Linked DNA regions of Macaca mulatta: regions 1 and 3 are each linked to region 2. Evidence: chromatin contacts called from public Hi-C data. All regions are on one chromosome and are shown on one strand. The core of a region is the stretch at or near the end of the contact, and the rest is flanking DNA. Distances in the headings are between cores, read along the strand shown. Region 1 holds the start of MGARP (mitochondria localized glutamic acid rich protein). Region 2 holds the start of ELF2 (E74 like ETS transcription factor 2). Region 3 holds the start of NDUFC1 (NADH:ubiquinone oxidoreductase subunit C1).

Region 1 (3,417 bases), core at 755-3,254, 110 kb after region 2:
ACAGTTAAAAATTTTTCCTTCAATGAAACTGAAAAAAATTTATTTTTCATCAAAGTAGAAAGTATCAACAAAAGATTAATTAATGTCCACGACAGAAGACAAATTTGTTTCCAGTCAATAATAGTTCTTACATTTTAAGTGCTGCAAAAATAGTAGTTAGTTGAAAATTAGAGAAAGACCAGTACCTTTGCAAGCAGCATTGCTAGATACGTATTTAAAATTTTTAAACTACTTCTATTTTGCCGCAAATTGGGAAGAAAATTATTTGGAATTTCTGCAGCTACAAAAAATAGTGCGTGTGTGTGTGTTTGTGTGTGCGTGCAGGCGCGCACGTTGTCGGTGGGGAACGCAGACAGATAAAACGAAAGGCCACGGTCAGAGGACTAATCTTTCTCCCCATTCCCTACAGAGCAGTCCCGTTATATTACGAAGTTTAAAATAAATGGCTTCTCCCTACTTCATCAGGAGATATATATATATATATTTAAAAGCTCTATATTATTTGGTATAAAGGTCTAGAAAAATAAAGACAATAAAGATCTAGGAAAACGAAGACGTCTTGTTTCTGATACTTGAGGGGTAACTTCCTCCCACCAGCATTTTAAAAGAAAAATAAAGCGAGTTGGTTAGACCTCGTCCTTCTCTCCCACCACCACCAACAGAGGCCCAATCAACGTGAAAAAAATCGGCCCACGGAATTCTCCGCGCACGTCTTTTTCTCCGGCCGGATACTCTGGGCTAAAATTACCTCGGAAGCCTCAGAAAGCGAGGGGAAGCGAAGACAGCATTAAAAACGCTTCACGATGTTGTCTAAGAACCGTTCCCCAATCGGGAGTGGAAGAGAGAGGGGTGACGGATGGGGACTAGGGAAAGGCGGCTGGGGCTGAACCGCCCCGGAGCGCAAGCCTGGTCCCAGAGCCGCAGGCTGCTGGAAAGAAAAACAATCTTCCTTGCTCACACCTGCTAAGCACCTACTATGTTCCAGGCACTATACGAGGCGCTTTTCTATACGTCCATTTTTATTTAATAAGCTTCCAGTTCACACTGAAACTCCCCCTTTAGTTAATTTCTGAGTACCCTGCTTTTTCTCGCGCATCCCAGCTGCAGGACGACCTGCAACCTCAAAGGAAAGTGCCCCGAAGGCCGCTTCCTTTTTGGGGGTTGTGGATCTCAGAGCCAGGCGCTCGCGGGGTTCAGGCTGCTGAGACCCTGCCGAGGGTTAGATTTATTTACCCCACGAACATTCGCCCAGTGTCCACTGAGCGGGCCCTGCTTCTCTGCCTCCCAATGCTTACAGGGCCGGCTCATTCCCACCCTTCCTCTGCTTCCTCAGGAGGTTGGAGAGCGAATAGTGCCTCTAACAATAAAAGTGGTATGCTACAACTTTGTCAGCCAGGCACGTTTCTAAGTGCTTTTAACCAAACATTAACTCATTAAAAAGCAAAACTATTATCGCCCTTATTTTATAGATGAGGAAACAGGTTAAGCCATTTGTCCAAGATCAGGATGCGAACCCAGCTAATCTGGACTCAGAGGCACACCGGAAAGTTCCCTACTTCCAAAGCCTGCAGAAGCTTCGGGACGTCTTCCCGGGAGTCTCCTCCGTTCTCCTCGACCTCCAATCCAGGCTTCTGCTGTTCTGGGTCGGGTTTGGCCAACTGGGTGCCGGCCGGTACCCGGGCGCCGGCGAAATCTGCACCCGAGGCGCCCGTCCTCCTCTCCGGGCTAGATCTCCTTACTCACCGTCCTTCCCGAGCGGTGCGGGGTTGGGGGGCGCCCTCAGCGGCAGCGCCAGGGTCTTGGAGACCGCCCTGCGGAGATACATCGCGCCCGCTGTCCGCCGCGCAGCAGGCTCCGTACCCAGGCTCAGGCTGCACTTCCACAGTGAGGCTGAGAGCCTGGCAGCGCCCCGCCCGGAGAAGGCACGTCGACCTTCATCCAGCCCCGCCTCCGCGGCCCCCGGGAGGTGGGGAGACCTTTGTAGTCCTCACCATCCTCCCCTAACCCATCTCCAGCTCTGTTGCTTTCCCTGAAGTCTCGAGAGCTGACCGCGGCATCTCAGAAAAGGGATGGGGAACCTATAAGTCGCCGTCGCCCGCCTGACTCGTTCTGTACCACTGAATGTATCTCCTCACAGCACGCTGGAAATGTTTTGAGAATTGGACGAGATTAAGATAAGGACACAGTTTATCACGCTGGATGTAATCTGAACCCACTTTATCTCACGCATTCCATTAGCTTTCCTAGGAGAGGGGAGGATAGCGGGAAGTTTCTTACAAATGCAAGGAGCGCAGGGGTAGCCTCAGTCTTCCATTAGCGCACTGCGTGATGCTCAGAATCGTAAGAAAATCTCCAGACAATGATTGAATTTCTAGACAGTTCACCGTTACAATGACTTTAAAATATAAACTCCAAAAACACTGTATATTCCTCTATGGGATGTGAAATTAATATTTCCACATCAGCGGCCTGGCGCAGTGGCTCACGTCTATAATCCCAGCACTTTGGGAGGCCGAGGCAGGCGGATCACTTGAGGTGAGGAGTTGGAGACCAGCCTGGGCAACATGGCGAAACCCCGTTTCTACTAAAAATACAAAAAGTTAGCCAGGCGTGGTGGCGCGTGCCTGTAATCCCAGCTACGCGGAGACAGGAGAATCGCTTGAACCCGGGAGACGGAGGTTGCAGTGAGCCAGAGATCATGCCACTACATTCAAGCCTGGGTGACAGAGCAAGACCCTGTCTCAAAAACAAAACAAAACAAAACACCCCAAAACTAAAAAACAAAACAAAACACATCAACTAAAAATACTAAATTATTAGTTTCTTCCGTCTCACTGTGGCTACAGGAACTTGTCATGGTTTGAATATGGAAACCAATAATTTATTAAGTTTATAACATTGTCTAAATGATTACTCTTTGGAAGACACCATTTCCTACTACAATAATCCCTTATGTGTGTTTGCCACTTGAAACATTATAAAGCACTTTCACATCTATTATCTCTTTTAATTTTCACTGCAACCCTCTGAGGGAGGTGGCAATTATTCCCTTTAGCAAAGGTGGTGGGTGGGAATGTCCAAGGATTTACTGGTGGTCATGAATTAAAAAAACAAAAAGGACGTGAACATAATACTTCTAGCTTAAAGTTCTGTTGACATGTAACAGGCACAATATTTGTTCATTTGCTATGTAAATAAACATTTCTCAGAAGTTATAGTCTTGAACCCAATTATAATTATATTTAACATATTCTCATATGAAGAGTACAAGCCAATGATCAGATTGGTTTTTTGATACTCAAAAAGACAGTTAACTAGTTTAATCACTAGGGTGACAGAGTGAGACTCCGTTAAAAAAAAAAAAGTTTACAACATAGATGAGTGTGGTGGTGCATGCCTGTAGTCCCAGCTACTCCG
Region 2 (3,185 bases), core at 299-2,798:
CACAGATAAAAAGGAAAGCAAATCTGATTATCAAACACACGATTACTGTTCTCTCATCACCGGATTAAAATTTAAACCATTAAGCTGAAGTAAACGTTCATGAACATATGAAAGGGGGGAATTTTTAACAGTTTTACAATGACGCGTCCTCCTCTTCCTCATTTAATGAAGTACTAAGAACTTAAAGGCTATTCTACAGCGAATCTGGCTCCTAGAAAGAGTCCATCCAGGATGCTGACAGAGGGAAAAGATTAGAAACTGTGCGATCTGGACTATTCTTGGTGTTACGGAGTATTTTTTCGGTCCTTTACGGACATGGAATAAAAATGCCCAAAAGGAGCAAGAGAGAGGGCTCGGCTGCCCTGATCACAAAGCTCCTGGGGTAGAGTCAGCATCCAGCCCTGGCAGAGCCCTCGCCGTCCTCCTTCCGCGCCCCTAGACCATCCCGTCGCGCAGTCCCTGAGGGCCAGCTTCGCGAGGATCCAGAAGGCAGTCGCTGGACGTGCGTGTTACGAGCCCGTTTTTGTTTTGTTTAAGAAACAGATTCCGATCTGAGCCAAGCCTCCCTGCCTCCCGGGGAACAGGGGGAGATGGCAGCAGGGTGCCGGCGTGGAGAGCGAGAATAAAAGAACGGCCGAGTACAACCTGTCGTGCAAGCTAGCAGCGCCAGGAAGGAAAGGTAAGCGGCGGCGATAAGGCACGACAGGGAAGGAAACTGGTGTCCAGCACCCCCCCTCAACCCAGCCACCCAGAGCGGCCGGAGCCTCCCAGGTCCCGCCCCGAGCTCGCGCCCAGCCCCGGCGCCGGCCGCAGACTCCCGCCCTACACAAACCCTCCCAGGACGCGCTTCCTCCGGAGCCGGACCCCCGCCCTGGCCTCCCGGCGGGATGAGGCGGGTCAGTTCAGTCCGCTTCTCGGCAGAGGTGACTCGCGCAGAGATGTAAACACGGCGAGACCAGCTGCGCTCGGCCCATCCCCCGCGCCGGGGTCTGTAACCTCTTCCCTCAGCCCTGCCCCGCGCCCCGCGCTCCCCGCGGGCAGGCGCTCAGCGCGCCTTCTCCTTTCTCCAAGTCCCGCTCCGCGACCGTTGCCCGGGGACACTCAGCCCCCTTCCCCCAGCCCCCGGCCGGTGTCACCGCCACAGCCGCCAGAAAACCCCTCCGCATACCCCGAAGCAAACAACACAAGCGCGGGGCGGGGGCGCGGAGGGAGGCGGCGGCACTCGGGACAGCTAGGCTTTATCGCCGCGCCCTTCGCGCTCCCTCTCACCAGCCTCGGCTGCCCGCGCTCTTACCTGCTCTCCGCGACGCCTGGGAAGACCGCGGCGTCCTTTTCCCTCTCAGCAGGGCCGCGGACTAGCAGCCGCCGCCGTTGGCCGAGCGTCCGGAGGGAGCCGGGGCCTCCCCAGCAGCCCAAGCCGCTCCACAGGGAGAGGAGGAGACAAAACAGAGGCTCGCCGCCCCGCGCAGCGACCCCCGCCCGCGCCGCCCCACCGACCCCCAACCGCCTAGGCGACGGCGGCGACACAGAGCTCGGCGCGGGGAGCAATGGTGGCCCCCGCCCCGCTCCCGGCCCCCTCCCTCCACCCCCCGCCTCGGCTCCTCCCCCTCGGCCTCCTGCCGCCGCCACCAGGACACTGGAGTCCGCCTCCCCCTCCCCGCCAGCTCAGAGCGCTCCTCCCCTCCCCACGCGGCGGGGGGCGGGGGCGGCACCGCCAGTCACCGCAGCGCCTGTCAAACGCGGGCCGGCTATTTATACCCCGCGGGGCCCCGCCGCCCTCAGGCCCCCACCAGCCCGCCGAACCTGCCTCTTTTGCTCTCTTGAATCCCGCCTTCCTCTCCTCGCCCAACTTCTCCCAAACCCGCCTTCCCAGGTAAAGACGCTCGTCACTTGTCCGGCTCCCTGCCCGGGGCTCCCCGATCTCGCTCTCCACTCCAGCCCCGGATTGATGCAGGGGGCTCTGCCGCACGGGGCAGGCGTGTGAGGACTACGGGGCCGCGCGTGCACCTGCAGCGCCCGCCGGCTTCCCCCAGCCGGCCGGGACCGCACGCGCACACCCTCGCCACTTAGGGGCCCCGCAGGCCCCGCCGTAACCGCATCCCCAACTCAGGACTCCCGCCCTTCTCCTCCGGAGATGGCCCCAGAGTCGGGCAGTCTGACAGTTACGGGGAGCGAGGTTTTGCAAAAACTCCTAGCCCGGTCCTTCCAGTCCCCACTCCTCAGCCTTGGCTAAGTGAAAGGTGGGGGTTCCGGCAAGAGCGCGACGCCGGCCAGGAGCGCGACGCCGGCCCCGCCCCGGCCGGTGACGCACGTGGCGCACCGCCCCGCCAGCCTCGCGCCCCTCGGCGCCGCCAGCTCCTCCCCGCTAGCAAAAGCCCGGCGTAGTACACCCGCGACCCCGCCCCATTCCCAGAAATTACCACCCGCCCAACAGCCCGGCCGTGAGGCGGTTGGTGCCGGCGTTTGCTGGCGGTCGGGTGGCGGGGCCCAGCGCGCAGCTGCGGAGCGCGGCGGGCGGCCCCTTGGCGCTGCCCGGGGAGCTGCGGGCACCCGCACCGAGCCATTGTCGCTCCTTGCTCGGTCAGCAACGGAGAAGTAACTCAAGTCTGAGTGTTGTTGGTGCGAGAATGAGAGTGTTTTGGTGAGGGAGTATTTTGGCCCAAGTGCCTGCGAATTCGAAAACGAAAACCCAGCAGTAGCTGCAAGCTTTTGGTTTCCACACTTTCACACAAAGGGGAGCCTTCGAGCGGGGCACTCTCACGCGCCTTCAAGTGCACAAAAGCCAATGACACGGTGCCCTGGGTTGCCTTGCGTAGGAGCGTCTCTTTAATGGGCTTTCTTAGCCACAGTTAATGCATACAAACGCCTCAGTCTATTCCTTCACCACCACCGCTCTCCGCCCCAGCGTTTTCTGTATTTGTTTCTTTAACAAAGCACTGCCTGTCCCGGTGCGCGCGGGGCTGATTTTGCTCCTCTCCCGGGCTCCTGCAGCCTCGCCGCGATGAACCTGGCACCTGACGCGTATTCACCAGCTCCTTTCTGGGCTCCAGCGTTACCATTTTTACGGCTTCACAACCAGTCTGGAGCAAAGAAGGAACCCCGAGGAATATAAGTGATAGCTGTTCTCTTGAAAGGGACGTTGGAACCCTGGAAATCACCCTAGAGTAAGGCTCAAATGTCAGAAA
Region 3 (3,113 bases), core at 302-2,801, 120 kb after region 2:
TCGCCACTACACCAGCCTAATTTTTTTTTGTATTTTTGGTAGAGACGGGGTTTCACTGTATTAGCCAGGATGGTCTCGATCTCTTGACCTCGTGATCTGCCCACCTCGGCCTCTCGCCACTACACCCGCCTAATTTTTTTGTATTTTTGGTAGAGACGGGGTTTCACTGTGTTAGCCAGAGTGGTCTGGATCTCCTGACCTCGTGATCCGCCCACCTCGGCCTCCCAAAGTGCTGGGATTACAGGCGTGAGCCACTGCGCCTGGCCTGAAAATTTTTTTAAAAAGGTAGCTACACACTATATATAATTTCCAGCAATGTATTTATACAAACATTGATTAAAACCTAATGTTTTGAAAGTCTACTGGGATTCAATTTGTACAACTTGTACACTGCTGGTTTGACCCTACAGCATCTGAAAAAGGTACCTTTATAAAACTCCAATTAGCCTCAATTCTCATTAAGAAATAAAGTATAATTACTATTTAGTAAAACTGCCATTCCTTACAAAACCATGTTAAGGAACAATAACAGAAATTTCAGTCCCATCATACTTTCTCAATGTTGCTGAAATCTTAATTTCTTTTTAGTCCTGGAGATTTCCCTTTTGGAGAAATATGTATCAGCAATTATATAAATATCCTACTGTTGTGAGACTTTCACTGCCATACAACGTACACGTAACAGCACCATTCAATCTCGCAATGTTATCTCATTCCCCACCACGCTGGCGTAGTCTCACGACATCCGGGAGTAAAGTACTTACATAGACCCACAAGAAGACGGTGGTGCCCAAGGTCAACCCAACTTTCAGCCAGTTAGGTTTGGCATTCAGCGGCTCTCGCACGTAGAACTTTGACCGCGCTGAAGCTGAAAGGGGCAGAGGGTCTGTAAATCTGTAACTTACTGCCTGGTAGGGAAAAAACCCTAACATTTACGTGCGTATTATCGCATTTAATTCTCCCTTTAACTCCCCCATCTCCCACTTAAACAGCCAAGGAAATAGCGGTTCAGAGAGGTCAAGTACTTCGCCCAGGGCCACTGGGAGAGTTAGACAGGTAGCACCTGTCCTGCCCGAGGCCTTCAAGGCCTCATTTAAGGGCTTGCGGACCCTCAGACGACTCGGGAGTGGTCATGTAGGAGGCGCCCGGGAAGGGTGTCTCCTCTCCCAGTCTACGGGACCGAACGTACAGAGGTGGGGAAGGCAGAGACCCAAAGCCCATTTACAAAGGCCAAGAGTGCTCAGGTTGCACTTGGATAAGTGCTGAAGGCGGGTGATGGGGAGCGGAGAGTCTTGCGTAGGGGACAGGCGCGGGCTGGGCCTTGAGTCGACGGCCGGCGAAGGTCACTGCAGGACGAACCCGGGCCGCTGCCGCCTCCTGCACCCGTGGGCTGGGTCCGCCTTAGGAGGGGTAATCTGAGGGTAGAGTCGGCCTGCAGGAGGATGGACACTCACAGCCGCTCGGGAGCCTGGCAGGGGCCAGCAGCCGAGAGAGGGGACGCAGCAACGCGGACGGCGCCATCTTGCGTGGCCAGGCTCAGTCTCTCCGAGTCGGCAACACAACCAGCGCCACCTGGCGGGCGGAAGTGCGGGACTCCAGGGCTCTGCAGCCGAGCTCCGTGGGGGCGTCAACGTGAGTTCCAGCACCGCAAGGTTCTCTACCACCCCGGCCTCAGCCTTCTGTCTATACAGTGGAATTAGGAAGAAAGTAATTAAAAGAAAAAAGAATTTCTATTCTCTGTCCTCTGGGGGTTTTTCACCCCATCTCTACGGCTATTCATCAAGAGGTTTATTAAAATTTTCCTACATGAGCCAGAAAAAAGCAAAGTGTCGTGCTCAATAATAACTAGCGCTTGGATTGAATTCTGTGGTCCAGGCACGGTGCATTAATGTATCATATGGTTTACATTCACTGCCTTATTTCATCTTCACAATGAGCACATATCATGCCGTGATTATAAGCCTCAATTTACAGATGAAGCTTAAAGACAGCTACTCACCCAAGGTGACATATTTTATAGTTGAAAAGATTTCTTAACACCATTTACACTCACGATCATACTGAAGCCTCACAAACCTGTGAAGTAGAATTAGTGCCTTGGATAGGCTCAAGGGCTCAAGATCACATAGATGGCAGAGGTGGGATACAGTTTGAGGTCTTCTGACCCCAGATCTAGTGATCCTCCTTAGCTCACCTAACAGACTTGGACCACCCTAGACCATAAGCTGTAGAATCAGCGTTCAAAGCCATTCTGCTCACCACTTTTTAGCTCTATGATTTCTTAACCTAGTAAGAGGCAAATTACCTAACCTCTCTATACCTAAGTTTTACATCTGTAACATACAACCTATAGGGTTGTTGAGAAGCTTAAACAACTCTCTGGTGGTAGTAAACAATTTATTTGGTTTTGCCTATTAAAGACATTGTTCTGAGGAATAGGTTTTATCTTGCACAATTGAGCCAGATCTTTGTACATTCAATTCAGTTCAATCTGATGTCTAAAGACTAGTAAAAATATTTATAGGTAACAGACAATACATTTTGACCCTTTAAAAGTAATCCGTTAAACCTTATGTCATTAATTTTAAAACCAAAATAAATGTTAGCAAATCTCCTATATTCTCTTTAGCAATGTTATTTTAACATCTTTTTTTAACCAAAAATTATTGACCAGAAAGTCAATTAATTGTACTATATTTTCTGGCTCATTTTAACATGCAAATGGTGGCTAAATGGATTGCTAAATTGTGAGTCACTTTAGTTTGTAATCTAGTTTGAGCCTCCTGGACTCATGCTCAAGTAAGTAAATTACCCAACGAATGTGCTGAGCCAGTTGTTGGTTCTCAACTTATTGGCTTCTTGTCCACTCAGCAGCCTGTCAGTTGTATATCCTTTCTACACCATCCTTTGGAAGCTTCTCCTGACGAAGCTTTTGCTAGTATCCAACAAGTTGAAACAGATGCTACCTTTAGTCAGAGTATACAGAACCAGTAAGCAAATTACTAATTTCGGTACTGCTGTTGGGAAAGACTGCTTTGTTCTTTTTCAGAGCTTTGGCCCTTGTAGCCTTTTACTAGTGTGTATTTTGGGAAAGTGATGAAGTATAAGCACAT

What was found. Hi-C and Micro-C count contacts between places; a contact is called where the count stands out from the background.
Region 1: a contact with region 2 is called in a Hi-C map of fetal cortex germinal zone, with 3 times the contacts expected there. The contact joins the promoter of MGARP here to the promoter of ELF2 in region 2. A contact is called at or near these places in 2 of 14 Hi-C or Micro-C datasets (fetal cortex germinal zone and fetal cortical plate).
Region 3: a Hi-C map of cortical neurons shows a contact between it and region 2, with 4 times the contacts expected there. The contact joins the promoter of NDUFC1 here to the promoter of ELF2 in region 2. A contact is called at or near these places in 4 of 14 Hi-C or Micro-C datasets (cortical neurons, fetal cortex germinal zone, fetal cortical plate and 1 more).

Annotation. Positions count from the first base shown.
Region 1 is chr5:148,156,117-148,159,533 of T2T-MMU8v2.0, forward strand. It overlaps MGARP (mitochondria localized glutamic acid rich protein), which reads right to left and starts at 2,005. Exons shown (of 4, transcript NM_001193816.2): 1 at 1,744-2,005. The coding sequence starts at 1,825.
Region 2 is chr5:148,051,014-148,054,198 of T2T-MMU8v2.0, forward strand. It overlaps ELF2 (E74 like ETS transcription factor 2), which reads right to left and starts at 1,549. Exons shown (of 11, transcript XM_078002285.1): 1 at 1,295-1,549.
Region 3 is chr5:148,174,041-148,177,153 of T2T-MMU8v2.0, forward strand. NDUFC1 (NADH:ubiquinone oxidoreductase subunit C1) reads right to left here and starts at 1,552. Exons shown (of 4, transcript XM_028848780.2): 1 at 1,455-1,552; 2 at 765-868. The coding sequence starts at 1,521.